2 separate regions of the Sus scrofa genome follow, and region 1 is linked to region 2. A link is a contact called in public Hi-C data. All regions are on one chromosome and are shown on one strand. Each heading gives the region's core, a stretch centred on a gene start, on an enhancer-like site or on the middle of the called end of the contact. The rest is flanking DNA. Distances are from core to core; before and after follow the strand shown. Region 1 holds the start of CDK12 (cyclin-dependent kinase 12). Region 2 holds the start of STARD3 (StAR related lipid transfer domain containing 3).

Region 1 (5,882 bases), core at 1,943-4,442, 150 kb before region 2:
CGACCTCTAGCAGCCTGAGAACTTCCATGTCCCACAGGTGTGGCCCTGAGGAAAAAAAAAAAAAAGGAAATAAAGTTTCTGGAGTTCCTGCTGTGGTGCTGTAGGTTTAAGGATCTGCAGCGGCTCAAGTTTTGGCTGAGGCATGAATTGGATCCCCAACCCAGCATGGTGGGTCCATTATTCCTGGAGCTGTGGCTTGGATTCAAGTCCCTGGCCCAGGAACTTCCATATGCTATGGGTGCAGCAGAAAAGAAAAAAACAAAACAAAACAAACCAACACACGCACAAAAAGAAAGTTTCCACTTCTGGAATGATGAATTAATTTGGATGATGAACTTATTTTTTTCATATTTTGGCCACCCCCCTGGGGCATATGGAGCTCCCAGGATAGGGATCAGATCCGAGCCACAGTTGTGTCTCTGGGACAACACTGGATCTTTAACCCACTCTGTGGGGTCAGGGGTTGAATCTGTGTTCCAGTGCTCCTGAGTGATGACGGATCTCGTTGCACTTCAGCAGGAGCTCATGGGTGATGAATTTTATTTTTCAAGATTTGACACATAATCACAATTCCATCTGCTGCTTCTGCTTTTTTGGGGGGGGTATTTTTAGGGCATATGGAGGTTCCCAGGCTAGGGGTCAAATTGGAGCTGCAGCTGCCCACCTATGCCACAGCCATGGCAATGCCGGATCCCAGCTGCCTCTTCGACCTACACCACATCTCACAGCAATGCCAGATCCTTAACCCACTGAGCAAAGCCAGGGACTGAACCTGCGTCCTCGTGGATGCTAATCAGGTTTAAGTGCAGAGCCACAGAGGGAACTCCACAATTCCATCTTCTGCCCCCCTTTTCTATTTTACTGTGGATTGTGGGTGCACTCTGTGTCAAAAATTGATCTTATTTATTTATTATTTTTGGCCACACCTGAAGCATATGGAAGTTCCCAGGCCAGGGATTGAATCCTAGCCACAGCTGTGGCAATGCCAGATCCTTAACCTGAGAGGCCACAGCTGGAGCTTTATGATCTCATTTAAAAGATAGGAAAAGAATGGGAATAATTTTGGTGAACTCATGCCAATGTTTAATAAAGTAGGCCAGTCATTTAATCTAATTATCCATTAAGTCCCATGACATCTGCCATTATGTCAGACACTGGTGGAGACATTTACATCCAGGCCTTCTTGCAGCAATAAATTGGGAGTTACCACACTTGAGTTCCAGTACTTATTTCTTTTTTTCTTGATAGTATTAATTTTACTTCCATAGATTATTTAAAAGTTGTCATGAAAAAGTTTTTTTTTTTTATCAAGATATGTGGACTTAAACATTTAGGTAAAATTTTTTTGGTACTCATGTAATCCAAGCAATATGAACACCTCCAGGGAGTGATTTTGAGAGTCAGCTTTTCTGCCTTCATTCAAAATGTTTTCTGGCTTCTAACCTACTGGCTGGTGTTCCCCTCTTTGCATATACAAATCCTATGTACTCTTCCTGGGCCAACTCAAATGTCCCATTTTTTTTTCTTGTTTAGCCACCTCATCAAATAGAGTTCCCAGACCAAGGATCAGATCCCTGCCACAGTTGCAACCTATCATAAGAAGCAGTGCTAGATCAGTATGCCAGGCAGGGGATTGAACCTGTGTCCTGATGCTGCACAGACACCACCAATCTGGTTGCACCCCAGAGGTAACTCCTAAATGTCCTACTTCTTTGTTGGGGGGGAATCTTTTTAGAGCTACACCCATGGCATATGGAAGTTCCCAGGCTAGGGGTCCAATTGGAGCTGTAGCCGCTGGCCCATGCCACAGCCACAGCATCGCCAGATCCGAGCCGGGTCTGCGACCTACCCAGCTCGTGGCAATGCTGGATTCTTAACCCACTGAGCGAGGCCAGGGATAGAACCCCTAACCTCATCGTTCCTAGTTGGATTGTTTCCGCTGTGCCATGATGGGAACTCCCTAAATGTCCTACTTTTATAATGCTTTCTTTTATCACTCCTAATCTCCTTTTGAAACTTCACACTGCTGTTTATCATTCTTATATTCTTCGAACATTTATCACATTATTATTATTATTATTTTGCATTCCAGTAGCATGTGGAAGTTTTTGGGCTAGAGATTGAACCCTTGCTATAGCAGCGATCTGAGTCACTGCAGTGACAATGCCAGGTCCTAAAGCCACTGCACCACAAGGGAACATATCACCTAATATCTTCTTGTGTATGAGTACATTGTCCATATTCTACTTGAGGACCCTCAGTGGCACTGTTACACAGAGAAGGAACTTTGTCTTACAGATACATGTTTACTGAAGTAAACAATGAGAAAGCCTGGACAAGTCACTTAGCTTCCCTGTGCCTTAGTCTTCTCACTATCACAACCCTATTTCAGAGGAAAGTTGTGAAGATGGAATGAGTTAATATGTGCTAAGGAGTTTTGAAAAATAAAAAGGAAGGGAAGTGTAAGATTTTTGTCTCGTTCATGAATATTATGCTTTGCTTGTTTGTAATTATAATCCTCTGTGAAAATAAAAGGCTAAATGATTCCTAAAGAGTCATAAGATGATCTCAAGAGGTGATGAGCATTCAAGTCTTTAAGCAGTTGAAAGGGTTAGTGCCACACAATGAAAGAGCTTGTAGTATAGTGTCGGACAAGAATTTGAATCTCTTTTTTTGGCCCTTGATGGACCAACTTTGTCACCTTGAGTGAGTTATTTAGCTCTTCTGAGACTGGGTTTCCTTATCGGTAAAATAGGGATAAGGAAATCGTGTTTTGCAGGGTAGTATGAGAAATAGAGAATTAGAGATAATGCACGTAGTAGTATATACAAGTGGGAAGAATTGTTAACACTTAGGGACTTGGGTTGAAATGTCCTCACATTTGTCCTTTGTTCTGTTGACATTATTTTCATCCTGGTACTTGAGAGTTGTTACAAAGCATGCAAAAATTAGTTTGCGCTGGCGCCTGAGAACACGTTTTTGTTCAATGAGTTATTAATAAAGTTTTGAATTTAAAAGATCATCCTAGACCCAATAAAGCTTTGCTCGAATGGGAAGCCGGGATCTTATCGCGAGAATCTGGCGGAACGCGTTTCTGGCCGGGGACCTGCTCTCGCGTTGTTTGAGCAAGCAGCCGCGAGAGGTGAACGAGAAGCACGAAGTACCGCGAGAGTTGGGCATATTCTCGCGATACTTCTCGGGATTACCCCCCTCCCCCCGCTCCTCCAAGTGCCGTTTCGGTTTAACCTAGTGTGTGACTGTGAGTCTGTGTGAGGGAGCGAGTGAGTGTGTGAGGTATTGAGGTGAGGCGGAAGCTAGAAACGGGGCTCCCTCAAGAGCGAGGGACAAAGGGGGTGTGAGGCGCCTAGGTCGCGGGACCCCAGCGACAGGAAGCCGCCCCGAGCCGGGCTACCGGGTAGGGGAAGGGCCCGCGCAGTCCTCACAGGGCCCCAGAGCCCGAGTCGGCCCCACAGCCCCGGGCCGCCGGCTTCCTACTTCCTCGACCTCCTTCCTGGGCGCCTAGGCCTGAGGATTGGCTCGGCTGGAGTTGGAGGGGAAACAGACTCGAGCGGCAGTCCGTTGTCTCACAACTCCACTGCTGAGGAACTCTCATTTCTTCTCTGGCTCCTTCACCCCCTACCTCATGTAGGAGGGTGCTGAGGAGTCGGGAGGGAGGAGGAGCCTGGGCTACCGTCCCTTCCCTCCCCACCCCCTTGTAGGGGTGATTTTGTAGGCGTGGGGCTGGGGTTGGGGGGGAGGGTGGGGGTTACTTTTTGGAGTGCTGGGGAACTTTTTCCCCTTTTTGAGGCCTGGGGAAAGGGAATGCCCAATCCAGAGAGACATGGGGGCAAGAAGGACGGGAGCGGAGGAGCTTCTGGAACTTTGCAGCCGTCATCGGGAGGTGGCAGCTCCAACAGCAGAGAGCGTCACCGCTTGGTGTCGAAGCACAAGCGGCATAAGTCCAAGCACTCCAAAGACATGGGGTTGGTGACCCCCGAAGCAGCACCTTTGGGTACAATTATCAAACCTTTGGTGGAGTATGATGACATTAGCTCAGATTCTGATACCTTCTCTGACGACATGGCCTTCAAACTGGACAGGAGGGAGAATGATGAACGTCGCGGGACTGATCGGAGTGACCGACTGCACAAACACCGTCACCATCAGCACAGACGTTCCCGGGACTTACTAAAAACTAAACAGACAGAGAAAGAAAAAAACCTGGAAACCTTTAGCAAGTCGGGATCGATGAAGGACCGGGTATCAGGAACTTCGAAGCGTTCAAATGAGGAGAATGATGACCATGGGAAGGCGCAGATCTCCAAAAGCAGCAGCAACAAGGAATCCAGGTCATCCAAACTCCATAAGGAGAAGACCCGGAAAGAACGTGAGTTGAAGTCTGGGCACAAAGACCGGAGTAAAAGTCATCGGAAAAGGGAAACACCCAAAAGTTACAAAACAGTGGACAGCCCCAAACGGAGGTCCAGGAGTCCCCACCGGAAATGGTTGGATAGCCCCAAGCAAGATGATAGCCCGTCAGGAGCTTCTTATGGCCAAGATTATGACCTTAGTCCCCCAAGATCTCACACTTCTAGCAATTATGACTCCTACAAGAAGAGTCCGGGAAGTACCTCAAGAAGGCAGTCCGTCAGCCCACCTTACAAGGAGCCTTCGGCCTACCAATCCAGCACCCGGTCACCCAGTCCCTACAGTAGAAGACAGAGGTCCGTGAGTCCCTATAGCCGGCGACGTTCATCCAGCTATGAAAGGAGTGGCTCTTACAGTGGGAGATCACCAAGCCCTTACGGTCGAAGGCGGTCCAGCAGCCCATTCCTGAGCAAGCGGTCTCTGAGCCGGAGTCCTCTCCCCAGGTGAGCTGTTTGTCTTGTCTAACAGTCCTTTCTTTCTTACGGTGGGTTGTGAGGAGCTATTAGAGAAGTTAACATTCTGTTGAAGTTCCCGGTATTGATCATTGACTAGAACACTTGGCTTCACTAGTCATCATGTAGGTGAGTCTGGTCTCTTCTTAACCCAGAATTGGAGAGGTGGAGGAGTATTCACATGCCTACTGCTGCTAAAGGTAGGTACTTCCAGTGGTGGGATCTTCAGCTGTAAGCGTCTGTGAGTAAAATCATAGGCTTCTGCTTACTTCATTGCATCGGATTGATACTGGTTCCCAGCTATTTGGGTTGCCTTGTCTTAAAATTTTAAAAATCACTTTAGTATTAGTGCTTTAGGCTTCATTGAGCCTGATTAAAAAGAAGTAAGAAGTTACAAATTTTCATTTGTATTGTCTCAAGGCTGTTTGCCTAGGTCATCTATCATTTGTGTTATCCACTGAGTCTCCAAACCCATAAGTTTATTTCCTAATTGATAATTTTTTGATAACTTATACAGGACTCCTATCTTCTTTTATCTGATGTTTCTAGTGAAAATTCAGCCGATTAGTCCTTTTCCCTCTGATGGTATAGCTTAACAGAAATTGGTTCCAAAGATAATTTGATTTTCTTTATAGCATCACCGTTGACCTATCTTGTGACCACAGGCAATTTCAGTATCTTTCTGTTAAAAAAATGGTAGTAGTACCTTCACAGTGATATTTTTGTGAGAAAGGCATGTTAATTTGATACTTAATTGTTGGAGTGAATTGTCTAAAGATAACTGTTCTTGTTCCTCTGTGATGAGATGCACCTCCCTTTTTGTAGACTTTACCATTTTCCACAAAAGCAGAACTTGGGCTCTTTTGGGGTTATACCTGAGTGGAATCCTAGTCTTGCTTTGTGAACTTTGGTAAATATTTTCTGTATGTGTAAAATGAGAGTAACTACTAGAGTTGTGAGGATTAACTGATGAACGTGAAGTGCATAGCACAGTGCCTATCA
Region 2 (5,448 bases), core at 701-3,200:
CAGCTGATGTTCCAGAACAGTCATATAGATACTCAGAGCCTGTATTTTTGTGTGTTTGTTTGCTTTTTTAGGGCCGCACCCGTGGCATATGGAATTTCCCGGGTTAGGGATCAAATCTGAGCTACAGTTGCCGTCCTATGCCACAGCCACAGCAACGTCAGGAATTTCCCGGGTTAGGGATCAAATCTGAGCTACAGTTGCCGTCCTACACCACAGCCACAGCAACGTCAGATCCGAGCCGTGTCTATGACCTACACCACAGCTCATGGCAACGCCAGATCCTTAATCCACCGAGCGAGGCCAGGGATCAAAGCCACATCCTCATGGATGCTAGTCAGATTTGTTTCCACGGCACCACAATGGAAACTCCCCAGAGCCTGTATTTTTATCCCTTTTCCCCATCCCCAGCTGGACAAAAGACAACTTGTGGCCAAGGTCTGGAGGGTCCCTGGGAGCGCCCACCCCCTCTGGATGAGCCCCAGAGAGTTGGAAGCTCTGAGAACCAAGTGGAAGACCCCGCATTAAGTGGTGAGGCTTGGGGAGGGTTGGTGTTGTGATCTTGGTAGGCGTGGCCAAGCCCTAAGTTCCTTTGCTTGCCTTGCAGAGCCAGGGGAAGAGCCACAGCGCCCTGCCCACCCTGAGCCTGGCACATAGGTACCAAGCCCTGCATCTCCCAGATGGAAGTGGAGAGGGCATTGCTGTTCCTCAGAAACCCACCCCATCCCTACCCTATTTTGTACCTTTCTCAATTGCTAGGGCTGCGGCTTCTAGAAGACTAAGGCTGGTCTGTGTTTGCTTATCTGCCCACCTTTGGCTGATGCTCAGAGTCCCTGGGCACTTGCTGCCTGATGCCTACCCCTGCCAGTCATTCCCCCATTCACTGGGTGGGAGCTGGGGTGTGAGAGTCTGCATTGGAAAACTCAGTAAATGGGGGACAAAGGTTCATCCTTCACAATTCTACTCCCCAGACCCTCTCCCCTGGGCATAGGAAACCCACAGGGCAGGACCCTAAGATCTGGGGAAAGAGGGTACTGAGAACTTGTAAGTGCCCACAGATCCTTCTCCATCCCCTGGGAATTCCTTCTCACTGGCGTCTACCAGGGCCCAGGATTCAGGCATCCTTTCCACAGCCTCCACATTTTGGAAATCTTCCCCTTATCACCTGCTCCCCAGCCTGGGTGCCTGGAAGATGGACTGGCAGAGGCTGCTTTGTTGCCTTTTGTTTGTGCTTTGATGCCAGGAATGCCGCCTAGTGTAAGTCCTTGGGAGGAGGGGCAAACAGTGGGGGATCTAGGCTCTCCTTGTCCTCCAGCTGCTCTGTCCTCTTCCCTTCTTCCCTGACTCCAGGCCTGAACCGCTCCCCTGCTGTAATAAATCTTTGTAAATACCTGTGCTGAGACTTCTCTTTCAGGGAAAAGGAGAGGGAGGAGGAGGTTCACTATGTGGTAGTCATCCAAGGGTCAGGTCCTTGACCGTAATGTCCAGTCCTCTAGTTTGCAGCCTTGACTGCAGCCAAGTTCCAAGCCCTCTTAGGAAGGACCACAGACATTCTAGATCCTGCTAGGGAGGTGGAAAGAGGTGGGGCGGGGGCGGGGGCGGGGTGGAGAGAAGAGGGGTGCTTCAAGAGTAACTGGATTCCTCGTCCTCCAGGCCCGCAGGCCTCCCCTCAGGAAGCTCCCCTTTTTTCTCCAGAGTGCTAGGCCTCTGTGGCCCAATAAGCACGAAACCCCTGGGCTTCTAATTCCTCTTTTCAAGCCTAACTTTAGCAGCAGCCCCCATTTCCCGCCCTTGTGGGCGGGGCCTGAGGGCTTGGGGGCGGGGTTGGGAGAGGGGGCGGTGCCTCGGGCCTAGTACCTCCCGGTTCGCTCCCGGGGGCGGACTCAGTGGCGGAAGTGGCGCCGAGAGGAGATCCCCTTCCGCTCGGAGGCGCCGCCGAAGCTTCGGAGCCAGATTGCGGCTGGGGCTGGGAAGAGCCGGAGCCGTGGCTGACATGGTGCAGGTGGGTCCGCGAGAGGTCACTGGGACCGGGTGGTGGTACGAGGGCTACGTCTCGCCGATGGATCCTGGCTCCCTAGCCGGTGTCCGTTCGTGGTTCGGTCCGACCCTTCCCACACCCTCCGCGCTCCAGGTTCCGCCCCCTTCCTATGCTCGGCCTCGCTCCACTCAGCGCGGGGTTGGAGGGTCGTCTGCGTTGACCCTCTACGGCCCCGCCTACTCGAGAGAGCCTTGGAAAGGCGTCCCGGATCGCCCTCCAAAGCCTCTCACGTTGCTGTGAGGGAAGAAGCAAGGGGAAGGTATCAGGGTATTAAAGGTCAGGATCTGGGGAGGGGTCAGGATCTGAGAATGAGGAGGAAAATATTTCCAAGTTCCTGGAGGTCAATGTCTCACCGTCATCCGGTCTCCCTCAACTTCCTTTGGAAACGACAGTGAATGACTTCCCAGTTGACATTATAAGGGCCCTTTAACGTATCTTTCTTGAGTTCTTAGAGGAGCATAACACCAGTGACATAAATTCTCAATTGCAGTAGTGAACACGTACCCATCACCCTCTTTTTTGGCTTCCACCGCGTCGGCATCCCCTTATTTTCCTCCTGCTCTTCTGACTGTAGAAGCACGGTTTCACATTCATCTCTCTTGCTCAGCCAGCCTCTTAACTCTGGATCTGGATGGTCTCATCCACTCTCATGGTTTCAGCTTTACACCACCTACATACCCCAGTCGTGTCCAGATCTACCTTTTCACCGAAGCCTCTCCCTGGAGCCTCAGTTGGCCTTAGGCTACTAGTTGGACAGCTCCACTTCAGCTGGAATTCACTCTGTCTAAACTTGAACTGCTCTTTTCCCCTGCAGATTCCTTCTTTCTCTGCCACCCCATCTCAGCCAGAAACCTAATAATTATCATATATTTCTCCCTCAACTCCCATATCTAAGAGGTGACTTAGTCCAGCTGACTTCCTGAACATGCTTCACATCTAGTCCTGTGCCTCCCTCTCTTCTGTGACCACTCTCGTTGATGTGTTTCTCACCAGGATGACCACAGTGGCTTTCCAGCAACTTCCAGTCATGGCTGCCTGCAGCTCAGTCTCCAAACTGCAATTCTTCTCATCCTTGAAAAACACAATTCATAGTATCACTTCCTTGTCGAAAACCCTTGGATGCTTTCCCATTGCCTATGGGAAAGGCTGCATCTTTAGCACAATTTACAGAGCTCTCTCTGATCTGACGCCTTCCCCGCCAGTCTTCCTGTGTGTATCCTAAGGTCCGACAGGGCACTGCAGGACATGCTTACCCACACCTTGCTGCTTTGTGTCTCTGTGCCTTTGCACGCACCAGCCCCGCTGCCTGGAGAGCCCCTTCTCCTCTTATTGGCTGGGCTGCCTTCTGCTTGTCCTGGAGTGCTCTGCTCAGGCAGCATCACCTTTGGATCACCTTCTGCCCAGCCCACCGCTCAAGGCGCAATATTGCCCCCTCTGAGTCCCTGCAGTGCCCTGTCCATGGTAGCACGATGATTGAGAATCAGATTTCCTGGTTTGTTTTTTTTTTTTTTGTCTTTTTGTCTTTTTGCCATTTCTTGGGCTGCTCCCACGGCATATGGAGGTTCCCAGGCTAGGGGTCCAATCGGAGCTGTAGCTGCCGGCCTACGCCAGAGCCACAGCAATGAGGGATCCGAGCCGCGTCTGCAACCTACACCACAGCTCATGGCAACACCAGATCGTTAACCCACTGAGCAAGGGCAGGGACCGAACCCGAAACCTCATGGTTCCTAGTCGGATTCGTTAACCACTGCGCCACGACAGGAACTCCAGATTTCCTGGGTTTTGACTCTGTTTTGTGACCCCGATGAAGTCCCTGCCTCGGTTTCCTCATTTGTCAAATGGAGATAGTAATGTGCCACCTGATAGAGTGATTGTGAGGATCAAATGAAATAATGTATGTTTAGGACTTAAAACAGGGAGCATGTGACGGTTCAATAAATAAGTGTTAGCTCTTACTGTTTACATGAGGATAATACAGAACCCTGGTTCTGACTTTTAATTTTACAAACTGCTTCAGGACAGTTGATGTGGCTTACTTCTCATTCTGTCCCAGAGCCCCAAAGCCTGACTCTTTGTCAGTAAATAAAATGCTGGGGTGGGAGGTTCCCGCTGTGGCACAGTGGGTTCATGATCTGCCTTGTCTCTGTGGAGGTACCAGTTTGATCCCCAGCCAGCACAGTGAGATCAGGATCCAGCATTACTGCAGCTATGGTGTAGGTCATAGCTGCAGCTTGGATTTGATCCCTGGTCGGGGCACTTCCATATTGCAGTGGGTGTGGCTGAAAAAGGAAACAAAACAAAACAAAAACGCTGGGGTGAGGGTGTTGGGGGCAAGATCTGGATTTTGAATCCAAAAGAGTAAAAGAGGAGTTCCCATTGTGGCTTAGTGCTAACGAACCCAACTAGTATCCGTGAGGATCCGAATTCGATCCCTGGCCTTGCTCAGTGAGTTAAAGGCTCCGGTGTTGCAGACATGGCTCGGATCTGGCATTGCTGTGGCCGTGGCGTAAGCTCCTATTGGACCCCTAGCCTGGGATCTTCATATGCTGTGGGTGTGGCCCTAAAAACACACACGCGCGCACCCCCCCAAAGTAAAAGACCAGGCCAGATGTTTAGTCTGCTCCTGAAATGAATCTGGAAATAGACGTTACATGGCAAGCGTTAAGTCTAGGGATGTGTACATGGAGCTCTGGGGACCTAAGGGAGAAGCAGGGTTCCTAAGAGATGACTTCCCAGAGTTGCCGACCGTCAGTGAGGGGCCTTAAAGCGGAGAACGAACTTGGCAGAGGGAGGTAGAGAACAGGGCGGCCTCTGAGAATGGAGAGCTGGGTCCTCTGAGCACAGAGCTCTACGTGGAGAGCCTTGCGGGGGAGGGGGCGGGCTGCCAGTGGAAGTGTCTCTTCTGCCAGGGTTGGGGAGGCCTTTCCTTGCCTGGCCATGAGGAAGTGTCCCCTTAGGCTAGGAGCCTGCAGGGACCATGCCCTGGGGAGGTCTGGAGGCCTGGGACCCAGTGTCCTGGGGCGGGCTCAGCATACATGCCTGGGGCCTGGGCCTGGGCGGTCAACCAGAGTCTGGGCCTTTGTTCAAGCCTGGAGTCCCCATGCCTCCAGCTGATAGATGCCTGAGTTAAAAGGCTTCTCCTCCCTGTAGCTTTCCTGACCTCACCCACTCTAGCCTGGGTCAGATGCTCCCTGCACTGGGAGCCCACGTCCTTTGTTTGTTCCTCCCTGGAAGTGCTGATCACGCATGGCACAGTGCATTATTTATCCGGCAGCCTCCCTCACCAGACCTGGAGCCCCTGAATGTCCCCGGAGACCGGCCCCGCGTCTGGCACGCCGTAGGCTCCCGGTTCACAGGCTGTGTTAAACAGAGCTCTCCCACGCCGAGACTTGTTTGGGGGAGGGGGTGCAGAT

What was found. A called contact is a pair of places that touch in the nucleus more often than the background predicts.
Region 1: a contact with region 2 is called in a Hi-C map of liver, with 2.5 times the contacts expected there. The contact joins the promoter of CDK12 here to the promoter of STARD3 in region 2. A contact is called at or near these places in 2 of 47 Hi-C or Micro-C datasets (blood and liver) and 1 of 2 datasets of contacts at active chromatin or transcription factors (alveolar macrophages).

Annotation. Positions count from the first base shown.
Region 1 is chr12:22,828,705-22,834,586 of Sscrofa11.1, reverse strand. It overlaps CDK12 (cyclin-dependent kinase 12), which reads left to right and starts at 3,192. Exons shown (of 18, transcript XR_002337130.1): 1 at 3,192-4,871. It overlaps MED1 (mediator of RNA polymerase II transcription subunit 1), which reads right to left and starts at 4,182. Exons shown (of 20, transcript XM_021067050.1): 1 at 4,068-4,182.
Region 2 is chr12:22,677,187-22,682,634 of Sscrofa11.1, reverse strand. It overlaps STARD3 (StAR related lipid transfer domain containing 3), which reads left to right and starts at 1,950. Exons shown (of 15, transcript NM_001143725.1): 1 at 1,950-1,999. It overlaps PPP1R1B (protein phosphatase 1 regulatory subunit 1B), which reads left to right. Exons shown (of 6, transcript XM_021067047.1): 6 at 605-1,391. The coding sequence ends at 654.